4 separate regions of the Sus scrofa genome follow, and regions 2, 3 and 4 are each linked to region 1. A link is a contact called in public HiChIP or PLAC-seq data. All regions are on one chromosome and are shown on one strand. Each heading gives the region's core, a stretch centred on a gene start, on an enhancer-like site or on the middle of the called end of the contact. The rest is flanking DNA. Distances are from core to core; before and after follow the strand shown. Region 1 overlaps N4BP1 (NEDD4-binding protein 1). Region 2 overlaps LONP2 (lon protease homolog 2, peroxisomal). Region 3 overlaps LONP2 (lon protease homolog 2, peroxisomal). Region 4 has its middle 28 kb from the start of SIAH1.

Region 1 (2,858 bases), core at 177-2,676:
GAATAACTTTGTAAATAATGGTTTGAGAATTGAGTTTTTAAATATTAAATATAACTCAACTTGAGAGACTTTAGAAAGAATTATGAATTTTGTTTCAAGTTATAATTGTCCAAGGTGAGTGAGTAATGCTGTTCTGAACTCTTCACACCTCATCATCTGCATTTCTTCCTTCCTGTACCCAAGAATGAGGAAAGGGGCAGAAAGAGCTCTCAGAAACAATACTAAGACCTTGGAAGTTCACATATGCAAAGGCCAAGTCACTTCTAGATTCCAGAAAACTCCTGACCTCTAGGTATCAGTGGAGGCTCCACCCCCTTCCAGGAAGACCTGCGATGAAGCCCTGGCAACCGAGACACACCCCCTGGGTCCTTCTCTGAAACTGGAGGGCTGGATTGGCAAGGCCACGGGCCCAAACCTTGACCTGGAAGGTCGGAGTCACTGCAGACGGCCCTAGCCCTCAACAGTCTGCTGTCATTTTTAAAAACCACCAGTTGTGAAGCTGAGGCACAGGTGCTGTGACTGAAGTCACTTCCTGGCCAGACTCGAGTCTTCTCACTCCACATCCGAAGCTGGGTGGGTGCCTCGGCCCAACCTGCTCCACAGCTGACAACCAATTTCACGGCATGGTGCAGCTTAAGAGCAGCCAGGAGTAAAGAGAGCTGAAGCACAAGGCTGGCCACCTGCAGGACTCTGGACTCACCCCCCGAGGGGTGTGGGGATCACACATGCCTGGAGGGAGCACTGTGGGGAGCCACCCACATCGCTCATGGCCGACGAAGTCCTCTCACCACGAAGAACAAACCAGCACCAAGGCCTCGGCAGCGTTTCGGGGGCCAGAAGAGAAGTGAGCTACAGGGCAGATGTAAAACTGACCGTGAGCAGCCTGTGGAGGGAACAGGTATAAAATACAAAGCCCTTTGAAGGTCAGGAGAACACTCAAGATGTTAGGAATTAATTTTCCAGAAAAAGAATTTCACTGACACAAAACATTGGGCCACACTGAAAACACAATACTGAGATATCTGTTCTGAGAAAGACTCAGGGGAAAGGCAGCTTAGGAGGACACTAGAGACAAACACAGGAAAAATAAATACGGGGCTCTGGGCCCCCACAGAAGCGACTGATGCTATTTACTGGCTTGGGTCATTTTTGAGAATAGAAAACCTTTTTTTTTTTTCTTTTTTTTTTTTTTTTGGCAAAGCTGCACAAACTTCATATGGGGCATTTCCCATGGTTGTGGACACAAAAGTACTCTCACAATGAGGCTCTTCACTTGACTTCCTCACACCTCACTATTACCTCAGAAGCGAAGACGTGACTTCTAGAGTCCGTCAGGGACAGCAAGCCCTGGACAGGAGTCCGGTCCACAGCTGTGGACTTGGGTGCGTCCAGACGGGGGCACTCTGAGCCCAGCTCCCTCTGCTGCAGGGAGGAGGGAAGAGGGGCTGGACTAGATGGACTCTAGTTTCTTCCAGCCCTGATACTCTATGCGGCCACCTTTGCCCTGGTCACTAATAATGGCTGAGTACAAGGTGCCATCTAGTGGCACCACTGGTCCACTCTCACAAATGGCTCCAACGACAAGACCCCAGAGAAGGCAAGTTAACTCCAAGGGCTCTAATTCCAGGGGTGAGGGTAGAGGAAGCTGGGAGGGATGAGCACGCTGCATGTTAGTGGACGTGACATAGTCATCTCAAGAAAATATACTTTAAGAGGTCTTGCTTTCCCTAAGAAAGCAACTTTTTTTTTTTTTTATTTAGAAAGGCTAATCATATCCATTTGTCAATATTTTCAGCGTTAAGGAAAATAGTTTAAAAAACATAAAAATGTAAGTACACTCAAGAGTAACTGCTATTAAACAGTTCTGAACAGGCAGAAAATGTAGACTTTCCTTTTACAGAAAATGTTAAATCTGTAATAGCAGCATAATTTATATATAGAAAAAAAGCTGGTTTTGAAAACCCAGATTTTTTTTATACACAGAACATCTGTTTTTTTTCTATACACTACAACAGCATTTCCACTGGGAAATTGGTTTCTTCACATTACGTCACTTGCGGCTGTGCCGTGCGGATACCAGCGCGAGTGCGTCCTCAGCCCTGAGCCCCAGCTCCTGACAGCTTCAGTCCAACACCATGGCGGAGAGCGCGTTCAGATCTTTCATGTACGGATGAGCTGCTAAGATCTGGTCGATTTTCAGTCTTTGCTCTGAGTCAGGGAAGATCTTCAGAAGGGCTTCCCTCAGCTCGTTGGTTTCGGCAGCAGATCGCTGTGCTGGCATGGGCAAGTTCTGCTGGATGCTGGACAGGTTCGACAACAGCGGGAAGCGGGGTTGCTGAGGAAGCCAGTGGCTGGGTGGCGTGCCCTGGATCCGGGCCGGAGGCTGATGGCTGGTGCTGCCTGCCTGAGGGCCAGGGACTCTGAAGTTGGGGTCAAATATGCCCACATTTGGCAGGGCGTTGAGCAGGGGCTGCATATCTCTGTGAATGGAAGCAAGTCCTGGTGAGCTGGGTTATAAGTAAGAAATCTGTCTGAAAACACCAGCTGCTGACCTTGAGGCTCAAGGGGCTCCTGCTCCCGGGCCTCTGAAGGCAAGATGTAGGACTGCAGCCACAGCACACCTGGCAGCTGCCCACAGAGGGGCCCGCCGGGATGCCACTGACACCAACTCCAGACTGCTCTTGACAGGGAATGATGGCTCTTCACGAGCAACTCCACCTCCCTGGCCTGCTGCTGGGAAGACTGGCCGACCTGGCTGCCTGGCTCTAGATCAGGCGCACAAGAGTCACCTGGGAGCTTTCAAAAGATCTGGAAACAGGGCCCGTGTCTTCTTCGGAATCTGATTCTCTGTGGGGAGC
Region 2 (2,858 bases), core at 189-2,688, 230 kb before region 1:
ACCAGTAAGTAAGTAAATAAATACGTGAAACCTTCTGATTGTGAATGCATTGACTCTGTAAATCGGTTTGGGGAGAATTAGCAATTTGATATTATCAACTCTTCCAATTTAAGACAAGCTTTATTTACCTAAGTCTTAATACATGTTTTTAAGTGTGTTAATAGTTTTCAGTGGCGAGCTTTTGTATATTTTTTCTTTAGATGTATTCTTAGTTAATCTTTGTATGTGCATGTATTATCATAAATAGTATTTTTTTTTTTTTTTTTGGTCCTTTGTCTTTTTAGGGCCACACCCTAGGCAAACAGAGGTTCCCAGGCTAGATAGAGGTCTAATCAGAGCTGGAGCTGGAGCTGCCAGCCTTCTCCAGAGCCACAGCAACGCCCGATCCAAGCCACATTTGTGACCTACACCACAGCTCAGGGCAATGCCGGATCCTTCACCCACTGAGCGAGGCCAGGGATCGAACCTGCAACCTCATGGTTCCTAGTCGGATTCATTTCCACTGCGCCACGACGGGAACTCCCTAAATAGTGTTTTTAATTTTTCATTTGCTAACTTTTTTGGTTTCTAGTGTATGGAAACACTGTATTGACTGGTATCCGGCAGACTTGCCAAATTGCCTTCTTAATTCCAACTGTGGATTCTTTTGGATTTTCTTTATATACCGTCGGTTAACCACAAATGCAGATAGTGTCAGTGTTCACTTTTTCCTTTCTGCTCACTATACCTTTGATTTCAGTTCTTTCCTAATGAACTAGCTGGGCCCTCCAGGAAGATGTCGAGCGGAAATAGTGGGAATAGACAAAGGAGGCAGGGCAAAAGCCTACAGAGAGTTACCAGCCTCTGCAGCCTTTGCTTTGTACCTTTGGTTCATCACCTGATTGACTGTTAGAAAATCTCAGTTGAGGAGTTCCCATCGTGGCGCAGTGGTTAACGAATCCAACTAGGAACCATGAGGTTGCGGGTTCGATCCCTGGCCTTGCTCAGTGGGTTAACGATCCGGTGTTGCCGTGAGCTGTGGTGTAGGTTGCAGATGCGGCTCAGATCCTGCGTTGCTGTGGCTCTGGCGTAGGCCGGCGGCTATAGCTCCGATTCGACCCCTAGCCTGGGAACCTCCATATGCCACAGGAGCGGCCCAAGAAATAGCAAAAAGACAAAAAAAATTTAAAAAAAAAGAAAATCTCAGTTGAGTAGGATTCCCAGTAGCTCTTTGGTTTGATGGGTGTGGTTCCTAAGTCCCTTCCCAACGTTCCCCAGTAAACACTAAGTCTCGCCTGTTGGACTTGGTGCACAGATGCATCTTTATAACCTTAGCTATCTACTTCCCAGTCTGCAGGAAAATAGAAGCTGCAGATTGGAAAAGGGCTAAATGGTTGGGTGGTATGAGTCATAAGCAGTAGGATTTGATGTCAGTGAAAACATGCCTCTCCTCTCAGGATGGATGCCTGGGGCCCCTTCTGACCACGAAATAGTGGGCTGGCCAGACCACAGATGTAACTCTAGGACAGTTTCTGTAGTTCAGTCCAGATCCTGGTTTGACAGAGTTGCATTTTGACATGTATTGTTTCTCTGATATGTGTGCCTTTATGTAGGACAGTGAAATCAACCAAACAGTGGCAGACGGCAGATAGAATAGCCTGAATTTGGGGGTATATCCTTTCCAGACAACTCCACAGTTAAAAATGCATCAAAATGAAATAGTCAAAGTTTACAGCACTAGTTCTCCCTCATTAATTGTAATTCTCCGGGTCACCACTCTTGGCTCTCAGCAAGAATATGCTGGCTGGAGAAGAGGCATCCTGCCTGCTGCTGGGCTTGGGGGTGGGGCCTGCGGATGCCGAGGGGAGAGCCTCTATCTGACGGGCCTTCCTTGGGTCCAGTTCTTGGGAGGAATCAACTTCTGTCCGGGCTACTTTCAGGGCTCTTTGTTGTGGCTTCCTGCCATTGACTTCTCCAGCCCTAAGCATGCGTGACAATGGTTATTTTAAGCATGGCTCCTTTGTAACCAAAACAGGAAGCTGTTCCTGCAGGAGAAACAAGTGCTTTTGATCCTTGCAGCTCTTTTTTTTTTTTTTTTTCCCCCAACTAGTCTCCAAATCTGAAGCCCATCCATTCTCTTCTCTGATGTCATGAATTTCTTTTATTAATAGAAAATACTATATATAATGTTTTCAGGAAATAGCCTCTGAGCTTTGTGTAGCTTTCAGCAAAATTGTTTGGTCTGTGACTTCTTGGAGCAGTCTTCTAATCGTTGCAGGATCTGTCCCGTCATTTTTTTGATTTTTGCATTCTTCAATGCTGTCTAACAAATTGCCCCGAAACTTATTAAAGCGGTTAACAGACATTTATCATCTCACTATATCTGGTGGGTTGGGCATCCAGGAGCGGTTTAGGTGGGTAGTTCTGGCTCCAGACCTCTCATGAGGTTCTGGTCAAGCTCTTAGCCAAGTGGAGGTTCCAGCTCAGGGAAGGGATCCGCTTCCAAGCTCGCTTGAGTAGCTGTTAGCCGAAAAGAGTTCTAAGACCTGATTCCAACATGCGTGTGGAAGCTTCCCCACATGGGCAAACAGTTCTGGGATGCCAGCTGGATGTCCAGGAATTCAGCGCAGCTCTGACACTCCCACCTGGAGACAGCATCAGATTCTACCGGCAAAGGGCTCAGCCTCTAAGACTGCCCTCTACTCAGAGGTTAGTCCCAAGGTTATGTTCCCTGTACATCTGGCCAACTGGCTCAGATTGGAGGTTCGCCCGACCCCTTCCTTGGGCTTGATTAACTTGGTGGAATGGCTCAGAACTAAGGAGAGCCCCCCCTTTACACACCAGATTACCAATTTATTATAAAAGGATATTAAAGGATA
Region 3 (2,858 bases), core at 197-2,696, 200 kb before region 1:
GAATCTGGGGCATCTTGAAGCAGCGTTTTACAGTGTCTCTGCAGCAACAGAGAGCAAAGATGAGAGGCAGAAAAGTAAAATCTAGGGGTTTTAACGTGTACCTTCACCGTTGGCCTCTGGAGCGTTAGCATGTTGGCAGCTTCTCAAGGCATGTTGGAAAGAGGGTTTCTACTTCCTGCCTACAAATTCACGATTGCCTAACATGAAGTCGGGCTCTGGAGTATTTATAACTATGCAGCCCAATGAAAACAATTTTTTTGTTTTTTATAGGGCCGCACCCACAGCATGTGGAAGTCCCCAGGCTAGGGGTCGAATGGATCCGAACCACGTCTGTGACCTACACCGCAGTTCACGGCAACGCCAGATCGTTAACCCCCTGAGCAAGGCCAGGGATCGAACATGCATCCTCATGGATACTAGACGGATTCGTTCCGCTGTGGCCAGCGGGAGCTCCCCTGATGAAAATATTTAGATAAAGCAATTGAGTTTATTCCTTGAAAATTAGGGTCTGTGTAACTCGATGTGGTACTTAAGAATCAGAGTTGCTCACACCTATTTTTATGCTTCTGATAAATGCCCATGAGGGAAGTTTAGTTTGCCTTCTGGCAAAAAGCCCTCCGGGGCCCCAGTCATGTGCTTTGGGGTGCAGCTTTAGCCCGCCGCACAAGCACATGCCCTTGCAGTAGGTCAGCCTGGAAAGATCTGGGCTCCTGTTGGCCTTAGGCGATCATTTTCCTCGATTCTCTCTCGAAAGGTGTCTGAGCGCTTGAGTCAACCAGGAGTGGCGATTGGCTTGGCCTGGACCCCCCTGGGTGGGGAAATTATGTTCGTGGAGGCGAGTCGCATGGACGGCGAGGGCCAGTTAACTCTGACTGGCCAGCTCGGGGACGTCATGAAGGAGTCGGCCCATCTCGCCATCAGCTGGCTCCGCAGCAATGCCAAGAAATACCATCTGACCAACGGTGAGCAGCCTGCCCTCGGCGGGGGTGCAGCTGCGGGCAGAGCGCCTTGGGATCATCCCGGGCTCTGTGACAGAGACTAAGAGGAGCCCTCAGCGGTCAGTTACACCTTAAAGCACAGACCATTGCTTTGGAACCGCACGGAGATTCTAGTTCCACGTGGACCGGCACCTGAGCTGGAAACTGATTCCAAGGGTTTGTTTTTCATTCCCTTTGGAAGAGAAGGAAACCGTGCTTCCAGACCCCACTTGACTTGCACTGCCCGTTACTATTTTGAAGGAGTTATATGCCCCAAACATTCCTGTTTATCTCTTTGATTTTCTCTTACGGGAGCGAACGAAAACAGGTTGAATGTTTCTACATTAAACTCCTTTCTTCCTTTTTTCAAGCTTCTGGAAGTTTTGATCTTCTTGAGAACACAGACATCCATCTGCACTTCCCAGCTGGAGCTGTCACAAAAGATGGACCATCTGCTGGCGTTACCATAGCAACCTGTCTCGCCTCACTTTTTAGTGGGCGGCTGGTGCGTTCAGATGTAGCCATGACTGGTGAAATCACACTGCGAGGTCTCGTTCTCCCAGTAAGTACGAAGAAACCTGTTTGTGTGGTTTTTAAATTAATAGTGGTTTGCCTTCTTCCTGTGACTGTCTTCGTTTTAAAACACATATTGAATTTTTATATCTGTAATTCGTATTTTTAAATGTTGATCAAATAAAGGAAAAACCGAAACATTTTCCCCACGTTTTCTCTTCTAAGAAAGACTGGCTGAGGGGAAAAAAAATAGATCAGTCTGGTCATCAGAAAGATCAGCTGTTCAGGTGAGGAGTTGAGGCTTTGTTCTAGTTGTTAATATAGAGCATATGCGTAAAATAGGATGGTAGCTATTTTTAAAACTTAAGCCCAGTTCTCAGCCTTTTGAAGTTCCTCTGAGACCTCCTCCCCTCCTATAGATAACTTGGGTTAGGTTGATAGATTGATGGAAAGAATTAAAGAAAAGAAGTAGTACAATACAGTAAAGACTACCATGTCTCATTGTTAAATTTTGAAAACGTTGTGTACATATGGGGCTTTGGGGCCCCAGTCCATATTGTAACTACTTATAAAAACACTGAAAAATGCATAGAACTTGAGAGATGGTTTAGAAGGTTAAGTCACTCGTCAGCAGTACCAGGCTACAAGAAAGTTTTAGTGGGTTCATAGCAAAATGAGAAGAAAAAAAAAAAAAAAAAAGTTTTGCTCTGAGAACACCTTTCTTTTATGAGGTAATGGTGAAGTAGACAGTCACTAATTAAGGTCACTAAAAATGCTCTCGGTTCCCTAATTTTTTTTAATTGAATTGAACCAGAAAGTCATGCCCTAACGCTTATTCACTGTGACCTGTCCTCCACCTGTACTGCAAAGGAAAGTGGCTCTCCTCGCCTTAACCCAGCAGCTGTGGACAGTAGGGGCTTAAGACTGGCTGTGCCGCCGAAAGGAAGTGAGCAAGTGCTCCGCTGGCCGCACGCTCCCAGGTTTGCCATAGTTCAGAATGGCCCGCTAAGCGGAGAATAAAGGGAATCACTAAGTACTAGGGGTGTAACGCACAACACGGTAAATATAATGAACACTGCTGTGTGTTAATATGAAATGTGTTAACAGAGTAAATCCTAGGAGTTTTCCTCACAAGGAAAATAGTTTTCTCCTATTTCTTTAATTTGGTATCTATATGGGATGATGGATGTTCACTCAGCTTTCTGGGATAATCACTTCGTGGTGGGTGTAAGTCAGATCACTATACTGTGTACTTTAAACTTATACAGTGCTGTATGTTGGTTATATCTCAATACAATTGGAAGGGAAAAAAAAAAGAATAAAAGGAATCCATTCAAACGGTCAAAAGTGAGTGGGGAGCCCTTCTGC
Region 4 (2,858 bases), core at 184-2,683, 140 kb before region 1:
TTTTGGCTTCCCCTGTGGCATGAGGAAGTTCCAGGGCCAGGGATGGAACCTGTGCCACAGCAGCGACTCAAGCTGCAGCAGTGACAACACTGGATCCTTAACCCCTTGTGGGGAACTCCAAGGAACTGAAATATTGATTTTTCTACTAGTCAATGTAGATAGGGCCAAGTGGATATGATTTGGGGGAGAAGAAAGGAGCTGATTCTAATGAAGAAGTCTAGGTCCCAGGGGAGCAGACACATGCAAAAACATGAAATTTCATGAAAACCCATAAACATCCACATAGAGAGTGGGATGCAAGCAGGGAAACTCTAGCAGGTGGGTTGCAGGATGCTGCTGGGGCCAATCCTGCAGCTCATATCACAGAGTTTCTGCTTCATGTCACATATGGGGAGCCATCAGAGAGCAAACAGATCTGAGCAAACAGATCTGATCGGTGCCTGAGCAAGACTGACTGTTAACTCCAAGAGGGACCTCGGAGGGCCGAGAGGGGCATCAGGGGACAGTGAGAGGCTGTGGCAGTTCCCCAGGTGATGGGTGATCCGGGCTTTGGTCATGCTGGCTCGAGTGTAGAGAGAAGAAGGGAACTGGAGATTTATTCTGGGAAGGAAATCCACAGGACTAGCTATTGAGAGGAGAAACAAGAAAGAGTAAAAAGAATTGTTTTGCTTGAGCACCAGGTGGGGTTATTTATTTAATGAAATGGTAAAAACTGGGAAGGGAGGAGCTGGTGTGCTCAGGATGGAGTGAGAAAATAAGCCAAAAATTGGAATGCTTATAAAAAGCTATGCCTGGGGCCAGCCTAGACCCCTTCAAGAGCACAAGGGCTCAGGGTGGACCAGACATGGGACTCCCCGACTTAAAACTCTCTGCGGCTTCCTCATGCCTAAAGCACCCGTGGTCACCTGTGCCTGTGTTTCTGAGTCACCTGTGAGCCCTCTCGAAGCGGGTGGCCTCCTACATAGCTCAAGAGCAGAGGCCTCTCCCTCAGGACACAGAATTGGCCCTTGGCGGGGTGGTTGCCTCTGGGAGTTTACCAGGCGCTGTTTACACCCTCAAAGTCTTCTGCTCACAAAGTAATTGTATACAGATTATAAAAATTCGAATGATACAGAAAGGTTTTTTTTTTTTTAAAAAGGAACAAAACCTTGGAGAGGGCAAGGCCCATCCAGTCCCCCTGGCCCCTCATACTCATATTTACTCCGACCAAAGGGGGTCTAACTGGCCAGATCTGGGATCTGAAAATGGTACATCCTTTCCTGACAGCACCCGGGCTTGCCAGCAGACAGCCGGGCGCTGGCAAACACCCTCCGTAAGTCACTCGGGGGAAAGTTGAGAAGGCCTGAAATTCCAAGAAGGTGTAGGAACTGCAGTGTCAGGAGGGGAAGTCTGCGAGCCCATGCTGTGTGATTAGCCAACCTGCCGAAATATGTTCAGGGCCAGTAGCCAGGGCCACCTCCTCAGAGGCTTGGAGGGCAGAAGCTCTGAGTGAGTCAGGAAGTCTGCAAATATTCTAACTACTTTCACTTTTAAAAGTCAACATTCCAATGATTTTTAAATAGATCATCCATGTCCACAGTAAAAAATAAAATTCCAATATTGCAAAAGGTCTACAGGAAAAAGGAATTCTCCCTCCCATCCCTGTCCTGTTACAAGATGTCCTGTTTCTTTCCAGGAACTGAGCTGTGTGCAGGGACCTGGCCCCTCCTTTTCCCTCTAGTGGAGCCATATATGGCTTCATGGCCCTTCCTTCTGCCCTTCTCACCTGCAGTTGAGTCGAAGGCCCTTACTCTGTCTACTGTGCAGCGCATGACCGTCCGTGGGCACCTGGCTAAGCGCTTAGTGGCTCTGCCCATGGTGGTGTTACCTAAGATCCTGGATGGAATGATTCTTGAAATAGTTGGGTTGCAGGACATGAGAGCCAATGGTTAGATCTGTGCCAAAAACATACACATTTGGAGTTCCCTTGTGGCTCCGTGGGTTAAGAACCCGACATAGTGTCCATGAAAGTGCGGGTTTGATCCCTGGCATGGCTCAGTGGGTTAAGGATCCGGTGTTGCCACAAGCTTTGGCATAGGTCACAGATGTGGCTCAGATCTGGTGTTGCTTTGTCTGTGGTGTTGGCCGGCAGTGCAGCTCCAACTTGACCCCTAGCCTGGGAATGTCCATATGCTGCAGGTGCGGCCCTAAAAAGAAAATGAACAAAGAAACATACAAATTTCATACGACTACTTCTTGGTGATTCATAGGAGTGAAGGAAAGAGAAGATGTATGAATACCCTCACTAATAGACTGACCCCTATTCGCTCTGCCTCTGTCTTTGTCTCTCTTTCTCCTCCCTCTCCCTTCCCTCCCAATCTTCCATAGATCCTACAAGTAGACAGAAAGCCTGATCTGATTTCTTTACCTTCTGGCTGATCCAAGGTAGTGGGCATGTTTTGTTTTGTTTTGTTTTGTTTTGTTTTTGCTTTTTAGGGCTGCACTCATGCCATATGGAGGTTCCCAGGCTAGGGATCTAATTGGAGCTACAGCTGCTGGCCCCAGCAACACCAGATCCGAGCCATGTCTGCAACCTACATCACAGCTCACAGCAACATCGGATCCTTAACCCACTGAGTGCGGCCAGGGATTGAACCCACAACCTCATGGTTCCTAGTTGGATTCCTTTCTGCGGAGCCATGACGGGAACTCCCAAGGTAGTGGTTTTGTGAAGAAGTTCTCTGCCAAATTCATTTATTCTACAAATTCATTCATTCCACAGATTCATTCCACAAATTCCGAGTGTCAGAGAGGGAACAGTGTTCACACAAGCCTGACGTGCCTACACTTTGTAGAGCCTACAGTGTAGTTGGGGAGGC

The links. HiChIP or PLAC-seq counts read pairs in DNA pulled down with a chosen protein or histone mark.
Region 2: an H3K27ac HiChIP or PLAC-seq map of skeletal muscle shows a contact between it and region 1. The contact joins two enhancer-like sites. A contact is called at or near these places in 1 of 5 promoter capture datasets (liver), 1 of 47 Hi-C or Micro-C datasets (embryonic fibroblasts) and 2 of 2 datasets of contacts at active chromatin or transcription factors (alveolar macrophages and skeletal muscle).
Region 3: an H3K27ac HiChIP or PLAC-seq map of skeletal muscle shows a contact between it and region 1. The contact joins two enhancer-like sites. A contact is called at or near these places in 5 of 47 Hi-C or Micro-C datasets (embryonic fibroblasts, epiblast stem cells, retroperitoneal adipose tissue and 1 more) and 2 of 2 datasets of contacts at active chromatin or transcription factors (alveolar macrophages and skeletal muscle).
Region 4: an H3K27ac HiChIP or PLAC-seq map of skeletal muscle shows a contact between it and region 1. The contact joins two enhancer-like sites. A contact is called at or near these places in 3 of 47 Hi-C or Micro-C datasets (retroperitoneal adipose tissue and skeletal muscle) and 2 of 2 datasets of contacts at active chromatin or transcription factors (alveolar macrophages and skeletal muscle).

Annotation. Positions count from the first base shown.
Region 1 is chr6:36,172,844-36,175,701 of Sscrofa11.1, reverse strand. N4BP1 (NEDD4-binding protein 1) reads right to left here. Exons shown (of 7, transcript XM_003126990.5): 7 at 1-2,480. The coding sequence ends at 2,123. Among named protein-coding and RNA genes, the nearest start is that of N4BP1, 52 kb to the right of the region's middle. Within about 2 kb of position 1,426, at least 16 of the 83 cell types and tissues checked have an H3K27ac peak or open chromatin away from gene starts, as enhancers often do. A contact at or near this core is called in alveolar macrophages, retroperitoneal adipose tissue and skeletal muscle, where this site is marked.
Region 2 is chr6:36,402,376-36,405,233 of Sscrofa11.1, reverse strand. All of the region lies in intron 11 of LONP2 (lon protease homolog 2, peroxisomal), which reads left to right. Among named protein-coding and RNA genes, the nearest start is that of ABCC11, 58 kb to the left of the region's middle. Within about 2 kb of position 1,438, at least 16 of the 83 cell types and tissues checked have an H3K27ac peak or open chromatin away from gene starts, as enhancers often do. A contact at or near this core is called in alveolar macrophages and skeletal muscle, where this site is marked.
Region 3 is chr6:36,376,034-36,378,891 of Sscrofa11.1, reverse strand. It overlaps LONP2 (lon protease homolog 2, peroxisomal), which reads left to right. Exons shown (of 15, transcript XM_005664451.3): 13 at 755-962; 14 at 1,349-1,539. Among named protein-coding and RNA genes, the nearest start is that of SIAH1, 40 kb to the right of the region's middle. Within about 2 kb of position 1,446, at least 9 of the 83 cell types and tissues checked have an H3K27ac peak or open chromatin away from gene starts, as enhancers often do. A contact at or near this core is called in skeletal muscle, where this site is marked.
Region 4 is chr6:36,308,181-36,311,038 of Sscrofa11.1, reverse strand. No RefSeq gene overlaps it. Among named protein-coding and RNA genes, the nearest start is that of SIAH1, 28 kb to the left of the region's middle. Within about 2 kb of position 1,433, at least 31 of the 83 cell types and tissues checked have an H3K27ac peak or open chromatin away from gene starts, as enhancers often do. A contact at or near this core is called in alveolar macrophages, retroperitoneal adipose tissue and skeletal muscle, where this site is marked.